5 separate regions of the Sus scrofa genome follow, and all the other regions are linked to region 2. A link is a contact called in public HiChIP or PLAC-seq and promoter capture Hi-C data. All regions are on one chromosome and are shown on one strand. The core of a region is the stretch at or near the end of the contact, and the rest is flanking DNA. Distances in the headings are between cores, read along the strand shown.

Region 1 (2,700 bases), core at 126-2,625, 250 kb before region 2:
CCTCCTCCAGGTCCTTGCTCATCTCCTGCCGCAGCGCCTCGGTCTCCTTTTCCAGGTTGTCCCAGAACTCCTGGGTCACTGGGCCCAGCTGCTCACGCACTTTGGTGAACGTGCTGCCCAGGCTGTCCCAGTTGTCCAGGAGTTTCAGGCTAAAGGGAAGAGAGAGAGGAGGGCTCAGGGCAGGCCTCCCGGGTGGCACCGTGGACACCTCTGGAGCTGCAACCCAGCACCCCAGCTTGGCTGGGGTGGGACCGGGCACATGTGCCCCTGAAAGTGTGGTTGCTGGGGCCAGACCCTCAGCCTAGCTTCTCTCCATCATTGTGCACGCGCGCGAGCGCACACACACACACACACACACACACACACACCCCGCCACCACACTGCACCCCATCGACCAGATAGACCGAGGAGCTGCGTTTGGTGCCCAGTCCTGTCTGTCCCTGAAGCCAGTCCTTTTAAGGACCTGGTCTCTACCCTTCCAGCCCATTCTCCTCTCTGAAGACAGCTGTCCCTGCTACTGGCAGGAGCAGAGGAGGGAAGTTAGGACGAATGGACCCATTGCACCTGCAGGCAGAGTGAGGTGCTGTAGATACTGACTGGGCAGCCCTGCTAAGCGGAGGTGACCCTGCATGGGGAGCCCACTCCTCTCTTCCATCCAGGTCTTCTATGGGGCCCATCAAATAGCAGGTGGGGATTCGGCCAATCTGGCTGCTTCTTCCCACAGGCCTCTCCACCCCATCCCCAGCACCGGTACCCCCTACCTCTGCCCTAGGCCCCAGGGTCCTTACTTGAGGTGTTTTCCCAAAGCGGAGGCTTCAAACTGGGCCACATAATCTCTGCCACTGTCTTTGATCGCATCCACATACACGGTGGCAAAATCCTTCACCCGATCCCAGGGTGACTGCGGGTCATCTTGCTGCCAGAAATGCCGAGCCTGGCTCCCTGGGGGTGGGAGGGAAGACCCAGATCAGGCCAGCTCCGGGTCAGGATCTGAGCTGAAATGCCAGGCAGCGGAGAAGGGCAGGAGGGAGAAATTCTGCTCCCCATGCTCAGGAGGGTGGACTGCAGGGGTTCAGGCAGAAGACACCCCCGAAGGTTGGCTCCCTAGGTTGGGGGCACCTACCTGTGAGGAAGAGCACAGCCAAGGTCAGCACCACGGCTTTCATCCTGAAGGGACGTGGGTGACCTGGAGGAGAAGAGGGGCCGGCTGAGTGCAGGAGGCGGGGCACAGAGAGGGAGAGGGCCAGGGGTCCAGTGCCCCAGGGCAGAGGCTGGAGCTGGGATCCCAGGGCCTGAGCTTCCAGTGCCTAGAGCTGGGGGAAGCCAGGGTAACCTGAGCAAGTAGCAGCACTCACCTCGATGCGCCAGCGGTCTCTGACCGCCCGGTCTCCTCCAGCCTATTTATGCTGCCAAGCAGGGGCTGGGCTGGGAGGCTGATAAGCCCAGCCCAGGCCTTGCCGCCGCTCACTGGTCCTGGAGATGTGGAACTTAGAGTTCAAGGATCAGCTTTGTCCCTGGGGCCGGGCAAATACATCGGGCAAACAGGAAGCTGTGGGGGCTGCAGGGCCAGGGATCAAGGGTTCAGGCGGGGGTGGGAGGGGGTGGGTGCGGGCTTGCAGGTCCCCAGAGTCGGGGTCAGCTGGCCCCTTCTCGGTGGTGGCTGTGTTCCCGCCATTGTCCATTGTGCCAGCGCAGCAGGCGAGAGGCAGGAAGGAAGAAAAACGCACGAGCTGCCAGGGATGGCCGGGACTCCTCGGCTCAGGCCATGTCCTCCCCTGCGGTCCCCTCGCATTCCAGGGAGATTATCTCACCCCCACCCTGCCCCCATCTCACACAGCGGCAGTCGGTCCTCTCACCAGTGCTGTCCCAGCTCCCGTCCCCACCTCCTCCCAGGCCCTCGACCTCCTTCCTGGATCCCTGAGCGCAGGGGAGAGCGCTCAGTAGCTCCCAGGCTTTGAGACGTCTGAGTCCTCGAACGTTTCCAGACAAATTCTAGAGCCCAACACACAGCTGCCGACGTTTCGTTTTGTCATGTTAAAAATCTTACCCACCATCGCCCCTGACCGGATCCAAACCCTACCGTCTATTGTGACCAGCACTTCAAAAAAAGAACAGGCTTTTTTTTTTTTTTTCCTCCAAAACAATTAAAATTTAAAAAAGATTTTTTTAAACACTAAAACAGGGTATAATCTCAGAATAAAGGACAGTCCCTTAAATGGCATGCATAGATCTTGCCTTGTTCATCTCGATATTGGATCCCACACCAATGAGAATGGACACCAGCCTTAGGGAAAGGCCTCTGGACTGCTGGTGGCAAGGGCCTGGTTTCTCATTTCATTTTTGTCTTCAACTTGCAAAATCCTGAAGGAGGTTCGGGAGCCAGTTATGTCATCTGAGCCTTGGTTTCTTGTCAGTAAAATGAAGACAAAAACGAGTGCTGCTGGAGGATGGACCCAGGGAAATCCTGTAAAGCAGTGCTGTGTGTTTGTGGGTGTTTGTTTGCAGAGCCATTTTGTAAAGTTTCTCCTTGGAAGGCCTGAAATCCCGGATGCCAGGTCCCCAAAAGGGCCTGGGGCATAGAAGCTGGGAATGTGCAAGGAGAGAACTCTGAGATCTGCCCCTGGGCTCTCCCCTGCCCGCCATCCTCAGACGAGGACCCTGAAGAGTGGAGGATCTGCCCAGTGTCCCTGGTCTTGCAGG
Region 2 (2,700 bases), core at 50-2,549:
TTCCTAATTGACCTTGGCCAACTTCACCACTACAGCCCCACAAATCCCTTGGGAACCAAAGGGCCCAATGAGTGGGTTCCTCATACACCTCCTCAGTCACCAGCCTTTCCCCTCATCACTCAGAGCCCTCCCTGGGTTCTATAAAGCTCACAATCCGGGACCCTCCAACAACTAAATATAACCAGCAATCCAGCGTTCCCAAATTGTTTAACCCCTAAATACCTAGTGCCACCATAAACCTAGGACACACCGCCACCACCGCCTCTGTTCCCTGATCCCCTTCCTGTGGAAAAGCAAAGTAATTTTTTCCTCCTTATTTCCCAGTTTTTTTCATCTCCTCCTCCAATAATCTTATCTGTCCTCAGACCCTCATTCCCACCACCTATCAGTCTTGGACGACCAAATGCTGACTGTTGCCTCTGTCATAAGGTACCAGGTCCCTCATATCTCCCAGCGCCCCCCCCCTGCGCCCACCACATACCCCCAGTATATGTCCCAGCCATCGTGGGTCCCCCTCGTCATCCCACGTCTGCCAGTTTTACCCTTGTTTTCCCCCATCTCTTGGTCCACATTTCCTATTCCCCTGCCTTCATTCCCTTAGGATTTCCTAATTGCTGGTTCCAGAGTCTTCTTAGCTTACTGTCTCCAGGCTCCGGGAGAGTTCCAAACCTCTTCCTTCCAATCATCCCTTCTACTATCCTCCGTACAGCTCTCGGAGCCCCCTCCCCAACCCCGGCTCCCTAGTTCCCCAGGTCCCCGTGATCACTGGCTCCCTGCGTCCCCTTGCCGTGCAGTTACCCTCTCCTGGGTACCCCGGTGTCCCCCACCTTCTGCTCGCCCTCTCCTCACTCCCGCCCGGCAGCCCCCTACCCGTTTTCCCGGTCCCCAACGCTCTCCAATTTCCAGAGCCCCGCTCGCCGCGCCGACCCCTCAGCCTCCGTGTCGCGGGGCTCTCCTGCCCCCGCCACACTTGGACGGTCCCGGGCCGCGCAGCTTCCCCGCCGCCCGGTCCCCCCAGCGCCACTACCTTGGCCTTGGTGACGAGGTGCGTGGCCCTCTTGACCACAGCGAAGTTGCCCTTGCCGATGGTGCGGTCGATCTCGTAGTAGCCGATGCGGGCAGGCACCGGCCCGCGGGAGGCCGGGGCTGGAGGACGCGGCGGGCCAGCCGCCGGGGGCACTGCAGCGGGGGCGGCCGGGGGCCCCGGGGCGGGCGGAGGCAGCAGGCGACCTGCTGGCCCGGCTCCCCCAGCTCCGGCCCCGGCAGCCCCGCCAGCTCCGCTCGCCGCCGCCGCCGCCATCTTGTTGTGCAGTGAAACCTCCGGGGCCGCGGGTAGCCGGCGAGGGGGGTGGAGGGAGCAGGGGGGCGGGAAAAGGAGGGGGAGCGGCGGACGTCACTCCGGGAGGCGGAGCGCCCGCGCCGCCTGGGCCCGGCGCCATGGCAACCGTTGGTCACGTGCCGACGCGCGTCACTGCCCAGAGCCATGGCAACCGTGACCTCACCGGCGAGCTCGACCTTCCCGCGTGGGCCGGGTTCCTCCGGCGCCGGCTCCCGGGTGCCCCCCTCCCGGGAGGAGACAGTGGGCACCGCAAGTGTGCCAGCGGGTTCCAAGCCGCCGCAGCATTGCCCGAGTTGAGGGGGTGCTTTTGCCCGACCCAAAGCCTGCCCTCGATCCCCCTGGAACCGCTAATGTGACCCCGACTATGACCTCTGTCCCAGTTCAGCAATCACTCAGCCTCCTTAAAACAAAATATTTCCTCATCACCAAAAATATTAGCACTGTCCCATTTTAGCCCTTGAGGCCCCAAAGGCAGGAATAGCTACAGTATTGAAGCAACTGTACCCAAGTCGGTAGAGACAGGGGAATTCTTCAGTAAAATTCCTACCTCTTACAAAACCCAGCTCACCCAGTACAACCAATCTAATTGTCACCGAATAGAGAGGAATTGGGAAACTAGGATTTGTGTGTTCAAGGGCGGAGAAACCAGCCCAAACACGCATTCCAGTCGTTGGGTGGGTGAGGACCCAAGCAGGGAGGTCATTTTCCTTCCTCCCACCCTGTCTCTGAACAATTCTATAGCTAGATGACTGTCAAAGTGCCTGCGCCCTATTTCTGTCACTTGTATAACCCTGATGAAGCAGTGGTGGCATTGTCCAGTGAGTCACGTCATGGTTAAAGACAATCCGGTCTGTTGGGCGAAATAAATAAGTAAATAATAAAATTAAAATTTCACCCTTACTAGCGACTCTCCAAGGACGTTAAAGGTGATCAAATGTATAATTCCAACAGTAAATCTCATATATGTTTTTCTTCCCTCATCTTTTATCTTCTATCCGTTTCCCTCCAGAGCTTTCACTAGCTCCCAAGTTCCCCATACCCTCACTTCCTGGCTCCCTTTATTAACTAGATTGGCTTTAACAGCTTCAGTTGGGGCCCGGGAGGGGTAGGAGACTGAGCTTTCAAAAACAAGGTGGTCTTGGCAGGTTGACGGTTGGGGGGTGGGGAGACCATGAACACCAATGTTAAAATGTATTCCTTCAGTCCAGTCCTGATCCCTCCACATCTGCGTCTCTCTCAAAGGCAAAAGTGTGTTGTCAGGTCACTGCCTGTACGCTATTAAAAGCTGACACCCAGGACCCTGTGAATGTGTGAGAAGCAGAGCGCCTATTTACTTTCTCTGAACCAAAGATATTTACTAG
Region 3 (2,700 bases), core at 189-2,688, 190 kb before region 2:
TAGTCTCTAACCACTAGAACAGAAGTTCTAGATCATTAGGTTTGAATATAAAACATAAAAAGAGAACCTTTAGAAATTATATAACCAGCCACCTAAAATAACAGTGAAATAGAGATAAAGATGGGCTAGAACGCAAAAGATACATGCATGGTTAACTAAAAGTAAACATAATTGGTTTATGTCAGCAAAACCAGCACTGTTTCCCTTCATGAACCTGGACTGAGTGAGGTGAGTGGTATTTGTTCCTTTAGTAACAAAAATAAAATTGAGTAATGACTGATATCAAGACCACAGCAGATCAGTAAACACATATTAAGTCTACTCCACTGGACCCAGGATTTTCAGAGACTAGAGATATACCGACTTATGACTTCTTATGACTAGAGATATACTGACCTTAAATATTACACAAAGTGGCCTTATTATTAAGGAGGTTTATTCAAAATAAGGAACATGCACTTTATTTACAACTGAACCAAGAACGTTTACATTTTATCTTTAACTCCTTTTGTGCTTCAACTTCCCCCCTTCACTTCTCCCCATGCCACTATCTGAAAAGAAAAGAGATGGGAGATGGAAGCGGGTGTGTTTTGGGGAGGCATACTGAGAAAACAAGCAAGAGCAGCCAAAGGACAGGGGCTCACTGACTTATACTTTTATGCACATAAATATTTATATTTATGCACAGGTATGACAGGCTGGAACTCCCTCCGGGCCCGGGCCCATCTGTGCCCACACTCCCAGCACCTGAGGACGCCACCTCTCTACTCTCGGAAACTACCCTCCCTTTCCTAGTTTTACTCTCTTTGACACTTCTGCCTCCTTTGGCCTTTGCTTTTCTTCCTACCTTCTCCAGAAGGTGTTTTCTAGTGAGGCTTGTGCTGATTTTGACTATTGCTCCTTGCCCTGGTTTGTTTGGTTATCACTCACCAAATTTATGCCTCTGGCCCTGGCACCATTCTTAAGTTCCTGACGTGAACTTCCAATACCTACCTGGGAAGAAACATCTTAAACTCGCCATTTTCCAAAATCAAATCTGCTCTTTCAGCGATGTTCCCAGGCTCATTAACGGCATCACTATCCCATCACTAGGCTCACTAGAGTCCTGGCTCCCCTCTACCTCTCATTTCCACTTCAAACTGGCGATACAACTTCTGCTGCTTCTACCCTGTGTGTCTGGACCCCAGCTCCTCCTTTCCATTTCCATTCCCACCATCTCAGTTCATACTCTTTTTATCTCTGACCCAGAGTGTTGCTCTTGGCTTGCTACCTCCTCCTCCTTCATTTCCCTCTAAGTCATTCACACAGCACAGTGACACAAACAGCACTGCGCCGCCTCCTTGCTCAAAGACATTGGGTGGCTCCCCTCTACTTACAAAAGAGTCTAGCTCTCTCATAATTGTCATTTAAGGTCCTTCACAACCCAGCTCCACCCTCTTTCCAACCCATCCCTGGCTATTCCAGCATCACCAGACGATTCACATCCTGTGTTTATGTGCCTCTCTTATGCTATTTCCTCTTTGCCCTTTCCTTTCCTTTCCATATTTGAAATATCACTCATTTTCAAGGCCCCGTCAAATATTACTTCCTGTATGAAGCCTTAACTGACTTCCACCACAAAATACCATGTCAGTGGCTTCTTCCTCTATGCTTCCATTGCCCCCTGTTTGTACCTCTACAGCCCAATTACAACTCTGTCTCATATTATACTGAGTTGTATTATGTGTTTATATCCTAAACTAGTTGGTAAATGGGAAGGATATTGTTTTATTTCTTAGTCTCCACACAGTGTGTTCATACATAGCAGGGACTCAAGAAAGGGTCACAAAGTTAAACTGCAATAAAAATGCAATAAAATCACTGGGCCAAACCTCTTGTCACCTCCTGGCCACTGAAGCATTTTCATACTGACTGGCAGCTGGCCAGCTACTAGAGCCACTACCTCCCAGCCAGCCCTCCTAAGGTTTTAAAACACTTAATGATCAGGAGGGGGTTAAAGGTCAGGGCCACCATTAGAATCATTACAGCTACTTCAATGAGAAATCAAACACTCATTTATCAATGCAAAATAAATGCCTCTTCTGTCAAGTCGTCCCGGATCTCCTATGAGAAATGTCCTCTACCTTCTCTGCACTTCCTTATTTGAATTCTTCCTTTATTTTGGTTATTTTTGTATATAAACATCCTACTCTTCTAACTCCTTAAGAACATCCTGTCTCTCCGGGTAGAGATCTACCTCCTCTTGGTCCAGCTCTTTAAAAAAACCTTTTTCATCTCTGACTCTCACATTACCCAGCATATTGTTTAAACACAGTAGGTACTTAGCAAATGTGGACTATGAATGCAACTGCAATTAAAGCCCTGCCAATGAACCTACAGCTTTTGAAACCCAATAAATTTATACACTGAAGTCTACATGCACACTAAAACATGTTTTTCTTAAGAGATTGGAGACAGGTTGCCAAAAATGTCAATGAATGAGATTTAACAGAACATATATCTTTGGGAAAACATCTTTTCATTGATTAGCAAAGACCTCCCCCAAGTCCTTTTCCAGGACTGCCCTTCCTCTGCACATTGAGGAAGAGACTTGCTGGTAGAGTTTGTAATAACTCTGACATTAGTATGATTGGATAGCAAAGTGAAGAGTGAGTTATTCTGGGGTATTCTGATTTGGTGGGGTTTTTTTGTTTGCTTGTT
Region 4 (2,700 bases), core at 44-2,543, 210 kb before region 2:
AAAATAAAACTGGTCAGTGATAATAACAATAACAATAATAAATTAAAGAGACTTTAATGCGTTAAAAGACTTTACACACAAGGCCCTGCGCTTACTGACTTTATTTAATTTAATCTTCATGACAACCCTATACTAGATCCTGTTATCAGCCCAGTCTAGAAAAGAAGGAACGAGTTGGCTAAGGAACCAACACCAAGGAGCAGCAGAGCCCGGATATGACTTCCCCTTATTTGGCTTCATGTGGATATGAATTGTTGGATCTATTTTTCCAGAGTAAACTCAACTTTGCGACCCCACGATTTCAGCACCATTTGGTACACACCATTCTATATCATCATCTTGAAAGGCATACTAAGAGAAATGAAGAAAAATTACTCAATTTTTAATTTACTCTGATTTTAAAAGAAAATACATCAAAGTTCCATACATCAAAGTTCCTCTACCAAAATATTTTATAGCAGGCATTCATTTGTTATTGCTTTGTGACTAAAAGTGTATCCAAGAGTTCACTGGTGACCTAGTGGTTAAAGATTTGGCATTGTCACTGCTGTGGCTCAGGTTCCATCCCTGGCCTGGGAACTTGTGCATGCTGCAGGCATGGCCAAAAAAAAAACAAAAAAAACAAAAAAAACAAAAAAAAAAAACAAAAAAAAAAACATATTCAGGGAGTTCCTGAGGCTCAGTGGAAACAAATCTGACTAGCATCCATAAGGACCCAGGTTCGGTCCCTGGCCTTGCTCAGTGGGTGAAGGATCCTGCGTTGCCATGGCTGCAGTGTAGGTCACAGACGTGGCTCAGATGCCAAGTTGCTGTGGCTATGGGGTAGGCCGGCAGCTGTAGCTTCAATTCAACCCCTAGCCTGGGACCCTCCACCACATGCAGCCCTAAAAAGCCAAAAAAAAAAAAAGCATATTCAAATGCGGTATCGACTCCGAAGCCTGTAGTTTCTACATTCCTATAAAATAAATGCCATCTACAACATTAAGCTTTCATTCAAATTATGTCTCCAGAGTAGCAAGGCTAGAACCCACAACTGTAGCATTTGTGTGGATAACAAATATCATTGCCATACACCTTTATGGTCTGCAATTACCTGTGAGGAAAAAAATGTCCTTGATTTAGAAAGTTACTAAAACTAAAGGCTCCTAGCTATAATGGAAAAAATAAAAATCATTATTTAAAAATTAAAAAAAAAATTAAAAAAAACTAAAGGCTCCCGTATAGGGAGAAGGCCGGAGACTGATTCCAAAGCTGTGGTATTGTTAGGACCTCTAGATGGCACTCTACTGTTTTCTTTTGGTTTCCATATAGCATTTTGTGCCTAACTGTAGCCACATCAGTCCTGAATCAGATGACCAAGAAAGAATGGTATTCAGTTACAGCCTTGCTTTAAAATAAAATTTTCAAGGTATTTTTGTAAAAATAACGACAAATAACACCACCATAATAAGTTGTGATTAGAAGATGTACTTGATTCAATTTTAGGATCTTGAAAGCTCTATTCAGTCACCCTTAACCATTATTTGGTTTCAGATGCCTTGAAAAATCTCCAGAAAAATGTGAACAAGAACTTATACACAAAAATTTGCATATAACTTTAGTCTGTTCAAGGAGCCCCAGAGCCTGTCAGAGATGCCCCAGATGTCCACAGGTCCCACGCTGAGAACTCTTGGTTGCAGTGGCAACACCTAACAGACAGGAGCTCTCATCTGTGTGCCCTACATAACATCCAGCTCACGGAGGAACAGAAATCTAACACCCTCATATGTTGCACAGATGGTAAAATATGACAAAATGCGGAAAGCTGGGGTATTATTATCAACTTCTGTTTCCTAAGTGTCATATATAGCTCTGGAAATTATATTCAAACTAGACTGGAACATACCATTCTATGTAAAATATGGAAAGAGGGAGAAAACAAAGGGAATAAATGCTCTCAAACCTAATAACACAATCAACCACTGGATGGTCAGTATAAATAAGTGGAAAGAAAATGAAGTCTTGGATCAAACAGTACAAAACATCAACTTTCCCAGATGCCAAAATGAACTCCAATGTCAAAAATGGCCCCATCAGTTGCTCCCTCTCAAAGACAGAGCCTTTGACTCTGAACAGAACTGGAGCTTCTGGGCAGCGCAGGAACCCAGGCTGTGTGTGTGCAGAGGGGAGGGGAGTTGGGGGGGGGGGGGCTCCCTTCAGAGCTGCTCTCATCTGCTCTGTGCAGGCGCCAGGCAGCCTCTGCAGAGAAAATCACTGTGGGCCCATGAAACTTGATGCCATCAGATCAGTGACTGGAGGATGCGCAGCTCAGGCCCTGCCTTGTGGTGCTGACAGGCATTTGGATGACTTCTGGAGAGAGGGCTGCTGTATGGGCAGGGTCCTAAAATGGGAATTAAGTTTAGACCGCCATCTCAAGTTGTAATTCCATCTGAGGCTACATCTTTAACATCTTTTTCTTTTTTGACCTTGATAATAAACAGCTTTCTCTAAGAGGCTGAAAGTATTCAGCCTAAAGGGGAAGAAATAAAGGATGAGGAAAGGGAGTTAATATCCAACTTCAAACTCACCCAACATAGTTAACCGAAGTTCTGTTTCTGGTTTCCAAAATAGAAGAAACAGAATAACTTAAGAAAGAATTTCCTGACTAAAACTTTGAAAACCTGCCCCCTGAAGACAGGTTAAAGGCAATGAGGCTGATTT
Region 5 (2,700 bases), core at 197-2,696, 170 kb before region 2:
CAAAGTAAAATATATGCTGAAACTTGTCAGGATAAAGCCCAGTTGCAAGGAACTCTAAAGAGTCCTGCTTCTTCCGGGACAGTTCAGTGAGCTTGTTCTCCTAACTACTGGGCGAGGTGCCCTCCACATCTCCAAACCCAAAGATCCCAATCTATAGCCACCACCCTGGCTTCCGAGATTCCTGCCCCGACCCCACCCCTAGACTGTCTAGACAATCTTCAACCCATCACAGTCAATCTCCTCTCACCACCAATTAACTACTTAGCTATTTAGCTGTCACTCTACCTCTGGGGCAAATCTGGTTTTCCCCTATCACGACTTTAATCATTTCAACCCAGTCTAGGATGAGGTGACTCTCAATTAAAAGGTGAAAATGGTTCTCCTGTTTTCAAGCTCTTATCAAGAGTAAGGAGTCTTGGAGTCTTGGAGTTCCTGTCAGGGCGCAGCACAAAAATCCGACCTGAAACCATGAGGGGTTCTATTCCTGGCCTGGCTCAGGCTCACTGGGTTGGGGATCTGGTGTTGCCGTGAGCTGTGGTATAGGTCGAAGACATGGCTCGGATCCTGCATTGCTATGGCTGTGGTTGTGGTGTAGGCCGCAGCTGTAGCTCTGATTCAACCCCTAGCCTGAGAACCTCCATATGCCTCAGGTTCGGCCTTAAAAGGCAAAAAAAAAAAAAAAAAAAAAAAAAAAAAGAGTAAGGATTCTTAAGTTCTCTTTCTCACTTTTCAATCGCCATAAATCACTTGGCACTGGATTTCTAAATCTTTTTTTTATCCACTCTTCCTCACAAAATAAAAAGTATTGACACTAAGGGATTTATACACCTCATAAGGAGTATGTCATTAGAGTGGAGGGCATGAATTCTGAAGTTTCACACGTATCAGAGCATCGACATTTATAAAGTTAGCTTCAGAATTCACTGTTTGTAATTTCGTCTCAATCTGACTCAAAAAGAAATATCTTGTGGTACATTTAGATGCTAACCTTTCAAAGAGCAAAAATACACATAAGGCAGTCTTAACTTCCCTAGACCAGCTTCACTGGTGTGTCAGAGGCATGCCACTAATGGGGTAGTGGTGGGGAGCCAACATTTCTTAAAATAAGTCACTTTTCCACTATAAACAGACAGTGCCTCCATTTGTCTGCTAAGTCTACGACTCATAACTGATCCAAAACACTAGCTGAAAATGAACATACCCTGACAGCGGGTCAAGCAACAGGGCAGAAACTTTTCATTTTTCATGATGAAGAGAGAACCCAGGCTAGAATGGGGAAAAGGCAGCTTGTGTGCTAAGCTTAGGTGGCTACCTGAAAACATTTCTGCCAATTCCAAGCTAACCACCGCTAGCAGTTCTTTGCTTTGCCACTCAATTCTATCATTTCTTCTTTCTACACCCATGGAAACGACTTCCTGTTTATCAAACAAATGCTTCTTTCCAAAAAAGCCAGGGTGAGGCCAAGATAACTCAGCTGCCTGGGAACAGGTTAACAAGAGTGCACTCACTTTAACATCACACTGCCCCTAACTTTCAGGGGCCCCAAGCTGCCAGTGACCAGAGGAAGAGGGCTTTTTATTTTGTTATTCTTGCCAACTACCTCATACCAGGCTTCTTTATTTGTTGCTGCTTCTTATTACAATTGCTTTCCTTTATCCTTCCTGTGGTCCAGGCCAAAAACCTTGCTGTCATTTTTCATTCACTTTCCCCAACACCTCAAATCCGAGCCAGCAGCAGATTTTATAAACTCTGCTGCTAAAATATATCCAGAATTCAACCATTCCTCACACATCTTCCCATCCCACTCTAGTGCCACCAACCTAGCCCAATGGCCATTCTCTCCGTCCTGGATCATTGCAGTACCCTCAGATTATTACTCCTTACCAGCCTCATAGATTCTGCCCTTGGCCCACTGCGATCTACTCTCAAGATGACAGCCAGAGTAATTATTCTTTTTCGTTTTACTTTTTATTTTGAAATAATTACAAATTCACAGAAAGTTGCAAAGATAGTACAGAGAGACCCCATGTACCATTCATCCAGTTCCCCCCAGTGGTTAAATCTGACATAATTACAGAATATCAAAACCCAGAGTTTGACACAGGTTGTGTGTGTGTGTGTGTGTGTGTGTGTGTGTGTGTGTGTGTACTCTTCTTTTTATCACATGTGTAGATCTGTGGACCTACCACTATTTGGAGTTACTACTGAGTATTCTTGCAGGCATAAAAACAAAACACACACACTATATGTGTTTCCGTCTAACCCAAAAATTACTTTTTCCTTCAGAGTTGTGAGAAAACACAATTCTTTGCAAAGCACAGTCACAAGACATGCTTTAGTTCTAAAGGTTTTTTGTTTTTTGCTTTTGTCTTTCTGTCTTTTCTAGGGTCTCACCCACAGCATATGGAGATTCCCACGCTAGAGGTCTAGTCGGAAGTGTAGCTGCCAGCCACAGCCACAGCCACAGCAACATGGCTGTAACCTCCAACACAGCTCATGGCAACGCCGGATCCTTAACCCACTGAGCAAGGCCAGGGATCGAACCCGCAACTTCATGGTTCCTAGTCAGATTTGTTAACCACTGAGCCACAAGACGAACTCCAGTTCTAAAAGCTTTAAACTAGAACTATTTCTATTCCATTGCCTCTTTACTACATACAAGAGTACTTTATGGAGTTCCCTTGTGGTGCAGCAGGTTAA

The links. Promoter capture Hi-C pulls out the DNA fragments that hold promoters and counts their contacts. HiChIP or PLAC-seq counts read pairs in DNA pulled down with a chosen protein or histone mark.
Region 1: a contact with region 2 is called in a promoter capture Hi-C map of fetal liver, with 4 times the contacts expected there. The contact joins the promoter of APOA1 here to the promoter of SIK3 in region 2. A contact is called at or near these places in 3 of 5 promoter capture datasets (fetal liver, fetal skeletal muscle and liver), 2 of 47 Hi-C or Micro-C datasets (heart right ventricle and liver) and 2 of 2 datasets of contacts at active chromatin or transcription factors (alveolar macrophages and skeletal muscle).
Region 3: a contact with region 2 is called in an H3K27ac HiChIP or PLAC-seq map of alveolar macrophages. The contact joins the enhancer-like site here to the promoter of SIK3 in region 2. A contact is called at or near these places in 1 of 5 promoter capture datasets (fetal skeletal muscle), 6 of 47 Hi-C or Micro-C datasets (embryonic fibroblasts, fibroblasts, skeletal muscle and 1 more) and 2 of 2 datasets of contacts at active chromatin or transcription factors (alveolar macrophages and skeletal muscle).
Region 4: an H3K27ac HiChIP or PLAC-seq map of skeletal muscle shows a contact between it and region 2. The contact joins the enhancer-like site here to the promoter of SIK3 in region 2. A contact is called at or near these places in 5 of 5 promoter capture datasets (fetal liver, fetal skeletal muscle, liver and 1 more), 27 of 47 Hi-C or Micro-C datasets (adipose tissue, alveolar macrophages, blood and 15 more) and 2 of 2 datasets of contacts at active chromatin or transcription factors (alveolar macrophages and skeletal muscle).
Region 5: an H3K27ac HiChIP or PLAC-seq map of alveolar macrophages shows a contact between it and region 2. The contact joins the enhancer-like site here to the promoter of SIK3 in region 2. A contact is called at or near these places in 3 of 5 promoter capture datasets (fetal liver, liver and skeletal muscle), 6 of 47 Hi-C or Micro-C datasets (embryonic fibroblasts, fibroblasts, skeletal muscle and 1 more) and 2 of 2 datasets of contacts at active chromatin or transcription factors (alveolar macrophages and skeletal muscle).

The regions. Positions count from the first base shown.
Region 1 is chr9:44,216,985-44,219,684 of Sscrofa11.1, forward strand. APOA1 (apolipoprotein A1) reads right to left here and starts at 1,376. Exons shown (of 4, transcript NM_214398.1): 1 at 1,356-1,376; 2 at 1,124-1,186; 3 at 789-942; 4 at 1-149. The coding sequence starts at 1,166.
Region 2 is chr9:44,470,390-44,473,089 of Sscrofa11.1, forward strand. It overlaps SIK3 (serine/threonine-protein kinase SIK3), which reads right to left and starts at 1,300. Exons shown (of 25, transcript XM_021062877.1): 1 at 1,028-1,300. The coding sequence starts at 1,300.
Region 3 is chr9:44,279,378-44,282,077 of Sscrofa11.1, forward strand. The region is part of intron 5 of SIK3 (serine/threonine-protein kinase SIK3); the gene reads right to left. Among named protein-coding and RNA genes, the nearest start is that of APOA1, 62 kb to the left of the region's middle. Within about 2 kb of position 1,439, at least 11 of the 83 cell types and tissues checked have an H3K27ac peak or open chromatin away from gene starts, as enhancers often do. A contact at or near this core is called in alveolar macrophages, where this site is marked.
Region 4 is chr9:44,259,223-44,261,922 of Sscrofa11.1, forward strand. All of the region lies in intron 7 of SIK3 (serine/threonine-protein kinase SIK3), which reads right to left. Among named protein-coding and RNA genes, the nearest start is that of APOA1, 42 kb to the left of the region's middle. Within about 2 kb of position 1,294, at least 7 of the 83 cell types and tissues checked have an H3K27ac peak or open chromatin away from gene starts, as enhancers often do. A contact at or near this core is called in fetal skeletal muscle and skeletal muscle, where this site is marked.
Region 5 is chr9:44,303,060-44,305,759 of Sscrofa11.1, forward strand. The region is part of intron 4 of SIK3 (serine/threonine-protein kinase SIK3); the gene reads right to left. Among named protein-coding and RNA genes, the nearest start is that of APOA1, 86 kb to the left of the region's middle. Within about 2 kb of position 1,447, at least 8 of the 83 cell types and tissues checked have an H3K27ac peak or open chromatin away from gene starts, as enhancers often do. A contact at or near this core is called in alveolar macrophages and embryonic fibroblasts, where this site is marked.